2 separate regions of the Mus musculus genome follow, and region 2 is linked to region 1. The links are chromatin contacts, called in public Hi-C maps. All regions are on one chromosome and are shown on one strand. The core of a region is the stretch at or near the end of the contact, and the rest is flanking DNA. Distances in the headings are between cores, read along the strand shown. Region 1 holds the start of Mob2 (MOB kinase activator 2). Region 2 overlaps Gm32786 (a long non-coding RNA gene).

The links. Hi-C and Micro-C count contacts between places; a contact is called where the count stands out from the background.
Region 2: a contact with region 1 is called in a Hi-C map of rod photoreceptor, with 4 times the contacts expected there. The contact joins the enhancer-like site here to the promoter of Mob2 in region 1. A contact is called at or near these places in 18 of 39 promoter capture datasets (the 3T3-L1 cell line, 3T3-L1-derived adipocytes, the HPC-7 cell line and 13 more), 1 of 15 datasets of contacts at CTCF or cohesin (CD8 T cells), 10 of 484 Hi-C or Micro-C datasets (Th2 cells, cortical neurons, embryonic stem cells and 3 more), 4 of 115 datasets of contacts at active chromatin or transcription factors (embryonic forebrain, embryonic stem cells and intestinal villus epithelium) and 2 of 9 other capture datasets (adipose tissue and pancreatic islet).

What each region holds. Positions count from the first base shown.
Region 1 is chr7:142,059,219-142,066,084 of GRCm38.p6, forward strand. It overlaps Mob2 (MOB kinase activator 2), which reads right to left and starts at 1,816. Exons shown (of 5, transcript NM_028308.2): 1 at 1,767-1,816. The coding sequence starts at 1,783.
Region 2 is chr7:142,131,021-142,138,718 of GRCm38.p6, forward strand. Gm32786 (a long non-coding RNA gene) reads left to right here. Exons shown (of 7, transcript XR_870057.3): 7 at 6,677-7,257. Gm39115 (predicted gene, 39115) reads right to left here and starts at 5,063. Exons shown (of 1, transcript NM_001347556.1): 1 at 3,923-5,063. The coding sequence starts at 5,014. The coding sequence ends at 4,316. Within about 2 kb of position 1,376, at least 3 of the 459 cell types and tissues checked have an H3K27ac peak or open chromatin away from gene starts, as enhancers often do. A contact at or near this core is called in rod photoreceptor, where this site is marked.

The DNA.
Region 1 (6,866 bases), core at 566-3,065:
CTGCAGGGCCTCCCTTCCTCCTGAGCAGCTGGAACACAAAAGATAAGGCTGTGAGATGCTCAAAGTCCCAGCGTGATCCTCACCCAACTAAGAGAAAGATGTAGCTTTCCACTTAAACTTCTGTAGACCTCCCTGTTGGCTCTAACAATTTCTGTAAGAGACCTCTACTCTTGCACCCATACTTGGGTTCACCCAACATGAAGTAATTAACAAAACCTTTACTTTAACATAAGCAAGCAAACAAACAAACCTTGAAACATTCCAAACCCCTCATTGATATCGGATGGTCTGAATTAAGAAAAAGACCAAGACCAAGACACAATAAAAGATGATACATTTGTCCTATTCTTCCAGACAGAAAAACTACTTAAATGGTTAATTACAGAGAGAGTTTCAGCCCTGAGCAAACAGTGGGTACTCTGAAGCAAAAAATGGCTTCACTCCCGACTACTTTGTCAGCTCTCACCAGGGATCAGAAGACAAAGTGGAGTAGATGGGGGGGGGGGGGCGCGGGGGGATGTCCTCTGAAGGCTCACTCTGCAACTTCCATTCTTCCTACTTTTATAGTAATACTATGAAAGAGGGACAGAGGAGTTTAACGACTGGCTTCTGGTCAGCCTCCAAGCAAAAAGCACCTGGATGGGTATGAGCCTGGAAAAATTACACATACAGCAGTGGTCAGCTTCCTCAGTCACCAAGCTGACAGATCTAGTTCACTTGCAGTGAAACCATACCTTGGCCAAGTTATAGTCAAGTGCTGGCCCTCTCCACAAGTGCACAAAGGAAGAATGGTCTGGAATAGGCTGGTTTCAAATATGTGTCCTATGCTTAAAACCCCTGGGCTTCAGAGACCTTGTTAAAGGCCAGGACATAACATCTGCCAAGCTTACCATATGCAAAACATGTGCTGGCCCTTACCTCAGTTAACCCTTCAGTAAACCTGTACTGCAGATTTCACAGCTTCCATCTGACAGACGATCCATTACAAAAAAGTCTAGAGAGGACCACATAGCTAGGAAGCAGATAGGAACCAGTGACAGGGCTTCCTCTTGAAGAAATAAGATGAGCCTCCGCCTAGTCCCCCGTGTCACCCACACTTAACGTCCTGAGTGGCACTATGTGGCTCCCGGCCTCCCTTAGTCTCTTGATTATCCCTGGGGCTGCTCACTTAGTCCGCTGTCTCCCTAGGTTGCAGCACTGGGAGGTCAAACAGCCTCAGACGTCCTGACAGTGCCACCACTACACTTTCCTCCGCCTTCCCCGCTTCTATCTCCAGAGTCCCGCGCAGCCCTCGTACTGCCGAAGCCGAAGGCCGGCTCTCTCTGTGGTCCAGCAGGATTATACGGACCCCACAGCAGGGCCGCGGACACCGCCACAGGGTCGAGAACCGAGCCGCCGGGAGAGCGCGCGCGGCTAGGAGCGCCCGCCTCTCACTCTCCTCAAAAGTAAATTGGAAGAAAGTCACTTGGGCGGAAGAACTTTCGCAGGCCCCGCGAAGACCGACGACCGACAGTGCCAGGTGCCCGACTCGCGGCCCGTCGATTCGCGGCGAGGGACCGCGGCCTCTCGGGACAGCGCCTCGGGGACCGGGCCTCTCTCCCGCCGGCCGGCCGGCCGGCCGCCTGCCCGGCCTCCCAGCACCCCGCAGCGGCTGGCCGTCCTTCCGTGCCCCGGCCCCTCCTGGAACCCGCTGCCCGCCGCCCTACGCTCCCTACGTTCGCCGCCGCCCCGCGCAGCGCCGCGCTACGCCGTCCTCCGCCACTCACCCCATGAGCCAGTCCATGGCTGCGCGGAGCCCGCGCCTCGCTCGGCCTCAGCCCCGCCGGCGGCCGGAAGTAAACACTCGATGGCTCCCGCCCGCTGCCGGACGTGACGCGCGCACGGCTTGCTGGGACGCGTAGTCCCAGCGGCCCCTGCGGCGATGTCCCGAGTACCTGTTCTGGAGTGTCAGGACCTTTCCCCATCGCCAACCTCGGGGCTTCGAGACCCAGGAGCATCCTGTATCTGAAGACCATCCAGAGTTTCTGGATCACCAGAGTGAGAATAACTTCAGAGGGCCCCAGAAACCCAGACGCCCGGAACTCCAGAGTGCCTCGGACTCGCAAACTGCCTGTCATTGCGCAGTGCCCTGGATCCTGGAGTATCACACCCCCGGTGTCTCTAGAGTGACCCCGGTGTTGCACACCTCTAGTGTTAGGACACTATAGAGTGCCTTGACCCCAGGAGTGAACCTTACCACCAGCGTGCCTGAATCTGTGGAATGCACAGACCCGTGGGAGTCTGAAGTTCCTGGGACCTGAGTATCCCTGACCCCAGTATCCCAGACCTGGGAGTATCCAGACCCCCCAGGCTGGAACATCGGAGTTCCTCTGCTCTGCAGGATGTGTTCCTTTCCTCTGCAGTGCCTCACCCCTTGCTGCTTACATCCCTCCTGATGTCCATCTTCCCACTGTTATCATCTTTTGCCCACACCTAGTGCCTCTGCCAGAACTGTTCTGACCACACTTGCCTCTTCTGTGTCCCTTAGCTTTGCTGGCCGTTCATTTGCATCCCAGCTGCCCGCCCCAGTGGACATGATTGTCCCCTTCAATCCCCATCTGTTCCCTTCCTCTATGTGCTGTACCCTCTGGCTCCTGGGTGAGCCTCTATTATCCAGGATACTTCTCTCCAGCGAGTAAGTCTCTTCATGATCCAGGGTATCTCTCCTATTGTCCGCTCTTTCCAGAGCCTGACCAGTACTAGGAACTCATTGAATACTTTTTGAAAGGCTGACTCTCTATTCTCTACACTGGAGAGATGCTTGCAGGAGCACACAGTTGAGCAGAAGGATCACAACAACCTAACTCACTAGTGTCTTCAATAGAGTGTCATGAATATCAGGCACCAGACAGATAACACCTTCAGGCCAACTGCCTGCTGTAATACAGCTGTCATATACTTGAAATGGGATTCACCTTCCCCAAAGAACCATTCCAGGATGCTGGGAAATGTCCAGTCCATTCCTTCTTTATAGCATGAACAGTCAGGCACTGGGAGTGGGTGGGGTTGCAGTTTTATCAGCAAAAAATACCTGAGATGAAACTGAAATAATAATGAAAGATCTGGAGAGGGAAAAGTCCCAAGTCAAGACCATATCAGGAGGAGAAAAATCAGGCCTGTGTTCTCCTCTGTTTCTATTCCTATGGATGCCCAGTCATACTGGATGACTTCCCCACACCATAATCACTTTGCTTTAGCCAGACGTCAGCTGATTACCTTGCAGTGTGGCCTTGTCCACTGCTTCCGAGGAGCATCAGTCATTGGTGAGCTAGTCTGCTTTTGACTGCCACCATCTGCCATCAGCTGCTGCACTAGATTGGGTGTCATGAGTTGTGCTAGTCTCTTCCAGTTTCTAATGTGGGACAGTTGAACGAGCTGTTTAATGGCCTGTGCCTCTATCTCTTTTCTTATATGTATTTAAAAAAAAAAGGTGTGTGTGAGTGTGTATGTGGGTATGAATGTAGGTGTGTATATGTACCATGTATGTTTGCTGCCTGCAGAAGCCAGAAGAGATCATCAAATTCCTGGAGCTAAAGTTACAAGTATTTGTGAACTACTCGGTGTGAGTCCTGGGACTTGAACTCCAGTCTTGTAGAAGAGCAGCAAGCACTGTTAAACTCTGGGCTTCTCTCCAGCCCTCGATTTCCCTTTCCTCTTCCTTTCTTTTCTTTCTTTTTTGCTTTTGTTTTTTGAGACAGTGTTTCCCTGTGTAATGGCTCTGGCTGTCCTGGAACTTGCTTTGTAGACTAGGTTGACCTTGAACTCAGAGAGATCTGCCTCTCTCTGCCTCCTGAGTGTTGGGGTTAAAGGCATGCACTGACATTCGTGACCTATTTCCTTTTCATTGTAATGAGAATAATAATTTGGTCATGTGTTGCCTCATGATGCACATATATTCTGAGAACTTCCTAGTTATGCCGTTTTGTCACACAAATGTTCTAAAGTCAACAAGCACAGACCTAGATGTTATGGCCTTTTGCACATAGGCTACATGGTGTAGGTTGTTATTCCTGAGTTACAAATCTGTATAGTGTGTTACTGCACTGTAGGTAACCACAACACTGGGTTCTGGGTATCTAAACAGATCATCTGTACCAGTACTACCACAAACAGAAGTGATGGATTACTTAAGATGTTGTAACATCAGTAGGAGTTTTCAGCTCCATTAAACTCTTATGGGACCACCATCATATATGGATTTCACCTGTTACTACAACATAGATCACATAAACATCTTATAAATGTCTACAAAATAGGGCATAAGTGATCCTTCATGAAATCACTGTGTAGGTGGAAAATAGGGGAGAGTGAGGTGTGACTGAACATACTGGGACTGTGGTCCACTGGCTGGTATAGCTTGCCTGGTTTCAACCATAGCCTTCATTCCATGGATGATACTGCACTGAAGGCCAACCCAAATGCCTAGTTCAAAGGGGGAAGTTTCAGATCATATGCTGTGTGATACCCCAGGACTTTACAACCCTTCTGATTGGGAGCCCTATGTCCTAGTGATGGAATGTTTAACAAGCAACACTCTTGTTTGCAGTACCAGAAACTGAACCCAAAGTCTTGTTCATACTAGGCAAGTACTATACCCCTGTATCCCCAGATGTCTTTATTTTCAGACAGAACTTCAATGAGTTGGTAAGGCTGGCTTTGAACCCATTCTATAAGCTATGCCAGCTTTGAACTTTTTGTCTCTTCTTGCTTCAGCCTTCCAAGTAGCTGAGATTAAAAGCCATCACTACTTTAAAGATGGCTTATATTTCTCTATAGGAGTAATGTTTTTGCTTGCTTGCTCTTTGTGACTGTGAATGCATGTGTGGTTTTTCTTTAAAATAATGTTTTATTCTTTGATAATTTCTTACGCCTAAATTTTATCTTCATATTCAACTAAAAATCCCCACCCCCCATCCCTTAGAGGTCTCCATTACTCCTCCCTCTCACCTTCATGTCTTCTCCTTCTTCTCCTTCTCCTTCTTCTTTTTCTTCTTTAAAGATTTATTTATTTTATTTTATTTTATTTGAGTACACTGTCGCTGTCTTCAGACACACCAGAAGAGGGCATCATATCCCATTACAGATGGCTCATGTGGTTGCTGGGAATTGAACTCAGGGCCTCTGAAAAAGCAGTCAGTGCTCTTAACCACTGAGCCATCTCTTCAGCCCTCATGTTTTCTTCTGTAAAACAAAACAAAACAAAACAAAACACTTGAGTGTTGGGTACATGGAAGTGTGTGCCCATCCACTGGAGCATGGGCAATCTACCAGCAGCCACGCTCTCAAGAAAAATGATTCTTCCTTCTCCAGCAGTTATCAATTGCCAGTTGCTCCTCAGTGAGGAATAGAACCTCATGAACCCCTCTCCTGTCCATACTGGAATGTTCACTGGCTTAATCGAGTGCCGAACATTCATAATTACAATGACTCTATCACATCCAAAAGACATTGTGTGCTTAAGACAGGGTCTCACTCTGTAGCCAGGCTGACCTGAAATTTGTTTCATAGCCTAAGCTGACCACAACAGCTCAGCAACCCTCCTACCTTAGGCTTTATGGCCATGAGCCACCTCACCTGGTTAGAGCTGATGCCTTGGCATTCCCAGACCACAGAGCCTTCAAATGTCACCAATGTCTGAGTTATTAAACTTTCTTGGGGTATGTGGTGGTTTGAATAATAATGGCCCTTAATAGGCTCATATGTTTGAATATTTAGTCATCAGAGAACAGATTAGAAAGATTAGGAAATGTGGCCTTGTTGGAATGGGTATGACCGTATTGAAGTAGGTATGTCATTGGTGGTAGACTTCGATGTTTCAAAAGCCCATGCCAGTCCCAGGCTCCTTCTCTCTGCCTACAGATCAGGATATAGCTTTCAGCCACTGCTCCAGCATCTGCCTGCATGCCTCCATACTCTCTGCCAGGATGATAATGAACTAAACTTATAGCTAGTTTAGTTATAAACTAAATTTAATACTGCAACAAGTTCCCAATTAAATGCTTTCTTTTTTTATGAGTTGCCTTGGTCATGGTGTTTCTTCACAGCAATAGAACAGTGACTAATACATTATTTTGGTATCTAGCCTTTCACTAGCACTTCAGCTCCGGGGTCTACCCATGGAACACTGTCTATGTAGTAGAATGCTGTGACACCTTGAACATGCGGGGACACGTCTGTGTGGCGTTAACTTGAGGGGAACCTCATTTGAGCTGATTTACTTTTTGAGGCAAGATCATAGAGATAGGTTCATCCTTCCAAGAGACAGCATGTCATTTTCTGGCATCCTCTGTTTATTGGGGTGATGTGGAAATGTTAGAAATGTAGTTCCCAGGATGGTAGGGGAGGTGTCAGAACCTTCATGAGCCATTTGGTGAAGTGGGGTGGTCCTTTGGCCCTACTCTGAAAAACATTAAGGTAATTTTGTGGTTGTTCAAAGGTAATTGTTATAAAAGAAGCAGAGCTGGCCCTTCCCTGGGATCTCTGCCATTGGGTTTGGGACTCAATCACTTGTCCCTACACATGTTCCAACCATTGCTGTATACTGTGAAGTGCTATAGCCAAGAGTGGAGCCCATACCAGAGCCTGCACCATGTTGTTTGCACAAAACTGAGCTAAATAAGCCTCCTTGTTTTGTTTTGTTCTTCAAGACAGGATTTCTCTGTGTAGCCCTGGCTGTACTGGAACTCACTCTGCAGACCGGGCTGGCCTCAAACTCAGAAATCTGCCTGCTTCTGTCTCCCAAGTGCTGGGATTAAAAGCATGCACCACTACTGCCCGGCTTTATGTGTGTGTGTGTGTGTGTGTGTGTGTGTAAGGGGGGGGTGTGT
Region 2 (7,698 bases), core at 126-2,625, 71 kb after region 1:
GTGGTTCCACTTACATAATCTTTCTGAAGTAGAAGCAGCCCAGAGACAAGGAAGCATGATGGTGGATGCAGGAGGATGGGAAGAGTCTGCTGATGCGGGTGGGGTTTAGTAGTGATGGAACAGTTAGGGGTTCCGCAGGGGGTTGACTGCAAAATACTGGACATGTGCTGAACATGGCTGAGCTGCTCCAATGATACCACATGTGTTTCTACTCAAATAAGGATGAAGGGAGATGATGGCTCAGTTGGTAAAGTGCTTGCTTGCCTTGTGTGAAGTGCAGGGTTCAAACCCATCACGGGTGCATACCTGCAATCCTAGCACTTGGGAAGTGGATACAGGATGGTCAAGAGTTCCCGGTCATCCTCAGCTACCCAGTCAGCTCAAGGCCAGCCCGGGTTATGTGGAAACTTGCTTCAGAAAAGAAAGTAATAAAAGGAGGGGGTTGGAGGCTCAAGCCTCAGTCTGGATGAGCTCACCTGCTGTCTAAGTGGTCTCTGAATACCATCAGGGCTTCACAGTCTCAGCATTCACTCTGCTATGTCTGCCTTGGAGAGTCAGGTTCCAGCCCACTTGAAAAGTGGCATTTCCAGGGGTGAGGTCTCTGTGGGGACAGAGATGCCACCTAATAATACTGCTCTGTTGTGGTACTCTGTGGTAAGCTTAGGTGTGAACTGACTGAGAACCTATCAAGGCTACCTGCTATCTTGATGGAGGAGGCATCACCTTTCCTCCCTGAGACTGTTTTATTTATGTGTCTCTCTCTTCTTGCTGGGGTAGGAGACAGCCCAGCTGCACCTTCCTGCTGTCCTGGGGAGAATGTAAAGTCCTCTTCCACCTTCTCCGGCCAGTCCTATCATAGCTTCTGACATGCTGACACCATTGTTTCCAAGAATACTGTATGTCACCAGCCCTGTGCCCAGTCATAGGACCAGATTACATCTGAGCCGGATCTGCAGCCCTCAATAATCTCAGATAAGAGGGTAGAGGCTACAGGGGAGAGTGGGAAAAACTAGGCCAGTTCATTTCAATAGAACCAATGACCTAGAGGGCGATGTACTCCTGGCGATTTGGCAAAGAGGGGATTCCTACACAGTCTCAGACATGAGCTTAACACCTGAGAGATGAATCTACCCAAGCTTCAGACCCCGGCTCACCTGTGGCTATATCCTGAATGAAACAGTTTGTTTGTTTGTTTGTTTGTTTGTTTGTTTTATCACCTCAGTGTTTCAGAAGCTTCTGCAAACACAGCCTGTGCAACTTTGTATTGTAGAACCAGGTTGACCCCACCATTCTGACCTCCCCCAGTTGGGTCTGTCTAGCTCTTATCATACCCATGGAACTGGCTGGAGCAACTGTAGCAACCGATATAGCCGGTGGCTTTAAGATCAGAGGCTCATTATCCCATGCACCTGAGACCGGAGGGTCAAGATGGAGGTGCTCCAGGGCTGGCATTTCCCAGTTCCTCTCTCCTTGGCTTCAGACAATATCTTCTCTCTGTATCCCCATACAGAATCCACTGTTCTGTCATCTACCTACCTACCTACCTACCTACCTACCTACCTACCTACCTACCTACCTACTTTCCTATGTATCTATCTATCTTTCTGTGCATGTGTAGGCCTAAGCTGTCATTTCTCAGGAACTGTCCATCTTGGTTTTTGAGACAGACTCTCTTTTGGGTCTTGAACTCTCTGAGTAGGCTAGGCCAGCTGGCCAGTGAGTCCCAGGGGTCCTCTTTTCCCCTCAACCTCTCTAGCTCTGGAATTACAAGCACATGCCACCACACCACCTCACTTTAAAAATATTTTATTTTGGGCTGGAGAGACAGCTCAGCGGTTAAGAGCACTGACTGTTTTGCCAGAGGTCCTGAGTTCAATTCCCAACAACCACATGGTGGCTCACAGCCATCTGAAATGGGATCCAATGCACTCTTCTAGTGTGTGTCTGAAGACAGCTGCAGTGTATTCATATAAATAAAAAATATTTTATTTTATTTATTTGTGTGTATGTGCATGTACCAGAGAGAAAGAGAGAGAGAGAGGTGAATGTTGCTTTAATTTATATATATGTGTGTGGTTCTAATACATATCTGAGTGTGAGTGCCTGTGGAGGCTAGATAAAGGCTTCAGATCCCATGGAGCTGGGGTTGAGGTCGTTGTGAGCCTCCTACATGGGAGCTGGAAACTCAACTTCAGTCTTGTGTAAGAGCAGCTCTGACCTCAGAGCTATCTGCTCAGCCTGGCTTTTTTATAGTGGGTTCTGGGGATTGAACTCAGGCCCTCATGTTTGTAATTCAAGCACTCTACCAATTGAAAATAAATCTTAACAGACCCTAAATCTGTCTTTTAGTGTGACCCAAAGAGGGTCTAGCTGCAGGGATATGCACTGGCTGTGAGCATCAAAGATAGAAAAATATCCAGAGACCCAAAAAATATCTAGAGACCCATACCAGTCATAGCAGCTGAGGATCTGGAAAGCAGGGGCCCACAGACCGCCAGTTCCTTTTCTGGACTTCACCTGTAGGGTCCCCACTAAACTCAGGAACTGGGCTAGAAACCCTGTGGATCAAGGGTAGCAACCAGGTAAGCTCTGAGCCTTTGTCTTCACAGATGTGCCTAGATGGCTAGGGTAGCTTTGCGGCTGAGCTCATCCCTCCCCTCCCCTCCTCCCCTCCCCTGGGAGACAGGCTTGGACAATGACACAGAGACACTAGGATTCATGAAGTGAACAGTCAAAGGTGTGAGTGGTTGAGGTTTGAGTAGGCGGTCTTGCCCTCCACGGTGGCAGTGGCCCTCTTTGGAGATAGTAGATAGTCTGTCCCCAAATGTAGTCTGTTGCCTTCTCTGTTTCTATGTGGCCGATGTCCTCAACCCGGCCACATCTGGTTAACATTCTCTGCTGACATCCTGAGTCTCATTTGGACCATCAGGGTCCTGCTGGAGGACATGGCTAGACACTGTCATGAGGTGTGATTCTGAAGCCAATCTCCTGTCTGACACAGTGGCTTTTTGTCTGCTGCCAGCCATGCACATAGAGAGCTCCTTGTGTGTCCCTTTTCCCACCTGTTGCCCCACGAGAACATCTGCAGTGGTCAATGCTCTGAGCAGGGTTCTAATACTTTCTTTGCATCCCTTGAGGCCTAGGCTTCCTGGGGGGAAGGCTCACCCTCCTCACTTAGGATTTAGGATCCTGTTGACCTGCTCTACCATGTGTGGGTCCAATCTGATCCAGGTCCTCCCTGGCCTGTGTCACCCCTAGCAGTGGTCACTGGCCAGAATCTACCACAATGACCATGTTGTGGTCATTGCTTTTCTCCTCTAGTGCCTGCCCCTGTCTCTTATCCTGTACATTCCAAAAGGGAATCTGAGCCTGGACTCTTGGACTCTGGACTCTTGTGTCTCCTGTCCAGTATGGTCAGCATGGCACACTCAGCTACTATTTCCTGACTGGGCACTTCCAGGGAAGGAGGTGCCAAGAATCATGTTTAACAGAATATTGATGGTCCAAGCAGGGTGATGGGAGACCCCAGACCATCCAAAGAAGGCCTCAGCCTCCCTCGGGGGGGGGGGGTGAATAATGTCTACCCCTATGTATTTCCCCTGCAAAGAACAGAGTAACCTGAGGCCAGGACTCTGAGGCTCAGAGAAGTCCTCTCAGGAAAACACTGGAAATACTCTGAGATGCAGAGGGACTGTATTCTTCCATACATACATCACCTACCTGATTGTGAGGAGCCTCTTCACTGCATCAAAGGGTGGGCAAGCACTGCCCTCTCCTGGTGGCCACTCAGACCTTCTCCGGAGTCTCCCGGGAGCCTACTGACAGTGAACTTGCCATTCCTCAGTACACAAACAGAGAAGGACAGGAAAGGATTACACTGAAAGGAGAATTATTTTGCCGTGAAAAGATGAGTTTATTAAAGGAAAATATTAATGTGTTCTAAGAGACAGGTATAAAAATGGCATGATGGAGGAACCAGTGTGGACTGTGCTGGCAGGAGGAAGTGGCATGATGTGGCCAGTGTGTGGCTTTTTCCTGTTAAGAATCCAGTCCTTCACCAGGTGCTGCGGACCACGAATATGAAACATCTGGGAGGAGTAGACATTGGCCAAGGAAGAGTCAGAAAGTCCCTGTGGCCACTAACCTCCTTGGCTGAGTAGTAGAGAAGGCCATATATCTGAGAAAGAGCACCTCAGAGAAACAGGGTGATATCCGAGGGAGTGCTTTGTGAACAGTGAGAACAGCCAACCCTACCCCACCCTACCCCAACGAAGAGAATGGAAGAACTCAGCTGATGACTAGATCGTTCGATATCTCAGATCTTGCACTGGCAGCACACAGGAGCACAGCAGCTGGACTGGCAGCAGCAGGGCTTGCAGCAGCTGGACTGGCAGCAGCAGGGCTTGCAGCAGCTGGACTGGCAGCAGCAGGGCTTGCAGCAGCAGGATTCACAGCAGCAGGGCTTGCAGCAGCAGGATTGGCAGCAGCAGGGCTTGCAGCAGCAGGACTGGCAGCAGCAGGGCTTGCAGCAGCTGGACTGGCAGCAGCAGGGCTTGCAGCAGCTGGACTGGCAGCAGCAGGGCTTGCAGCAGCAGGATTCGCAGCAGCAGGGCTTGCAGCAGCTGGATTGGCAACAGCAGGGCTTGCAACAGCTGGATTGGCAGCAGCTAGATTTGCAGCCCCCACAGGAGCTACAGCCTCCCTTGCAGCCCCCACAGGAGCCACAGCCTCCCTTGCAGCCCCCACAGGAGCCACAGCCTCCCTTGCAGCCCCCACAGGAACCACAGCCCCCCTTGCATCCCCCACAGGAGCCACAGCCTCCCTTGCAGCCCCCACAGGAGCCACAGCCTCCCTTGCAGCCCCCACAGCTGGAGCAGGAACAGGCTGGCACACAGCAGCACACAGGCTTGCAGCAGCACACAGGCTTACAACAGCTGGAGCCACAGCCCCCACAGCTGCAGCCACAGCCCCCACAGCTGGAGCCACAGCCTCCTGAACAGCCACAGCAGGTCATGGTTCTGGAGTTTGGTTGAGGATGGAGTAGGTCAGAGGAGCAGGTGGAGAGGAAGTGTGCAGATGTGGAGCCTCCTGAGCCTGCTGGGTCTTTATACCCCTGCCCCGGGTGTTGCTGAGCTCTTGCTCACTTCCTTGTGTCGTCAGGCTGTTTCCTTGGTGTGGTTTTGTTTGTTGTATCCATTTCTTTGTTTGTTTCTTTCTGCTAACTGCATGCACTGGTGATTTTTCTTAGGTTTCCAAATTTAATCTCTTCCTTGTTTATGTTAACATTGGTCTCTTCTTCCTAGATGCTCTTGAGTGGTAGTCACCTGCCCTTTGTTGACTGCATGTGACTTGGGAGTGACAGTATCATGTCCAGGTTCTATACCAGCTCTGTTTGGAATTTTCTCCTAGGTTCACTTGTTAGAATCATTAATGTCCCCAGAATGACACCCTCATTATGGTACCTGTAAAAGTTATCCAGTTTGTAATTAGAGCCTTTATAGGTCTCTGTAAACTGAGAATGTATCACTTGGGTTATCTGGATGGACCATATGCACTCAGGTGCATTCTTAGTAGAAAGAGATTTGATGCCAATGGGAGACAAAAAGGTGTAGATAAAGCAGAGAGACTTGAAGAGTCCAGCGATGGGAATCCCATACCAAGGATCATCAGCATCTATGAGGAGCTGAGAGAGTCAGAGAATAGACTTTCCTTCAGAGCCTCCAGATGAACCACTAACAACCCCATGCTTGTCTGTAATACTGAGATGGACACCCAGTACTGATGTTGGTAATATATTTCTGAGACAAGTTGTACCATAATTCTGTAGTTATCAGATAGTAATATAGAGTATGGCATTTGGAGGTGGAATGCTACTATAATGAGTATCTAATAATGTGGAGTGACTATCATCTATTCATCATTATCTCATCTATATATCTATTACCTACCTATTTCATCTATCACCTATTTAAATCTGTCAATCCATCATTACCTATATCATCCATATCTATCTATCTATCTATCTATCTATCTATCTATCTATCTATCTATCTATCACATATGTTTGTGTCTGTTAGAGTTTTACTGCAGTGAATAGACACCATGACCAAGACAACTCTTATAAGGGCAACATTTAATTGGAGCTGGCTTACAGGTTCAGAGGTTCAGTCCCTTATCATCAAGGCAGGAACATGGCAGCATCCAGGCAGGCATGGTGCAGGAGGAGCTAAGAGTTCTACATCTTCATGTGAAGGCAAACAGGAGAAGACTGGCTTCCAGGCAGCTAAGATGAGGGTCTTAAAGCCCACATCCACAGTGACATACATTCTTCAACAAGGCCACACCTCTTAATAGTGCCATTCCCTGGGCCAAGCATATACAAACCGTCACAGAATGTATCTGCCATCTACCAGCCATCTATCTATCCAGCTCTGTCTGTCACTGGCTTTTATGTGTAATTTCTGATACTTGTTCCATTTGACACGCACAATCTATGATTCTGACAATATGTCTGTGAGCGCTCATTGGATGTGCACTGCTCACCTCAGCACAGTTTGACAGCACCTCTCTTGTTGCCAATACTCACCCTCCTTGGTTCTCTCAGTTTTCTTACTGTCATTATAGAACTATGAGCCTTGAGTGATTCTCACACAGTGTTTCTGTTCTTTCTTGCTAGATCCATTTCTTCAGTAAACCTTTCTGAGGTAAAGTCTGTGCTGGCATGTACAGTTTCTGAGGTAAGTCTGTGCTGGTATATACAATTTCTTTCTTTGTACTACTGAGTAATATATTTCACTATAGACTCCATTTCTTCATTCACCTCTTGACTGACATTTAGGTTGTTTCCACATTTGTTTTTATTAATAAAACTACTATCGAGGGGCTGGAGAGCTGACTCAACGGTTAAGAGCACTGACTGCTCTTCCAGAGGTCCTGAGTTCAATTCCCAGCAACCACATGGTGGCTCACAGCCATCTGTAACAGGATCAGATGCCCTCTTGTAGTGTGTCTGAAGATAGCAACAGTGTACTCATGTAAATAAAATAAATAAATCTCTAAAAAAAAAAACCTACTATATACATTTGCTTTGTGGTTATGTGCTTTCCTCTAATTTCTGTTAGTAAATATAAGTATAATGGAATAACGGGAGTAATTTCATCTTTGCAGTGTAATGATATAGCCAGAGTATGTGTATGTATATGTGTGTGTGTATTTTGTATGTATATATATGATGTATGTATATATTTTATTTTTAATCTTATATTACAGTCCAATCATTACCCCCTCCTGGTCTGCCCTTGATTGTTTAAAAACTACATTTTTTTTTTCATTTGGATAATATCAGAGTTACCTTCAGCCATCAACCTGACACACCTGGAAAAAGGGAATTGTCTCCTGCAGACTGGTCTGTGGCTATGTCTTTGGAGACTATTCTTTCTTGGTAATTGATATGTGAAGGTCCATCCTGTTGTGGGTGGGGCCATCCCTGAGCTGGTGGTCCTGGGTTTCATAAAAAAGCAGGCTCAACAAGTCATGATGAGCAAGCCAGTAAGTGGCATTCTTCCATAGCCTCTGCTTCAATTCCTGCCTCCAGATCCTGCCCTGACTTCCCTTCATGATGGGACCGTAAGCTATGCGACAAAGTAAGCTCTTTACTTCCTAAGCTGCTTTTGGTTATGGTGTTTACCATAGTAGCAG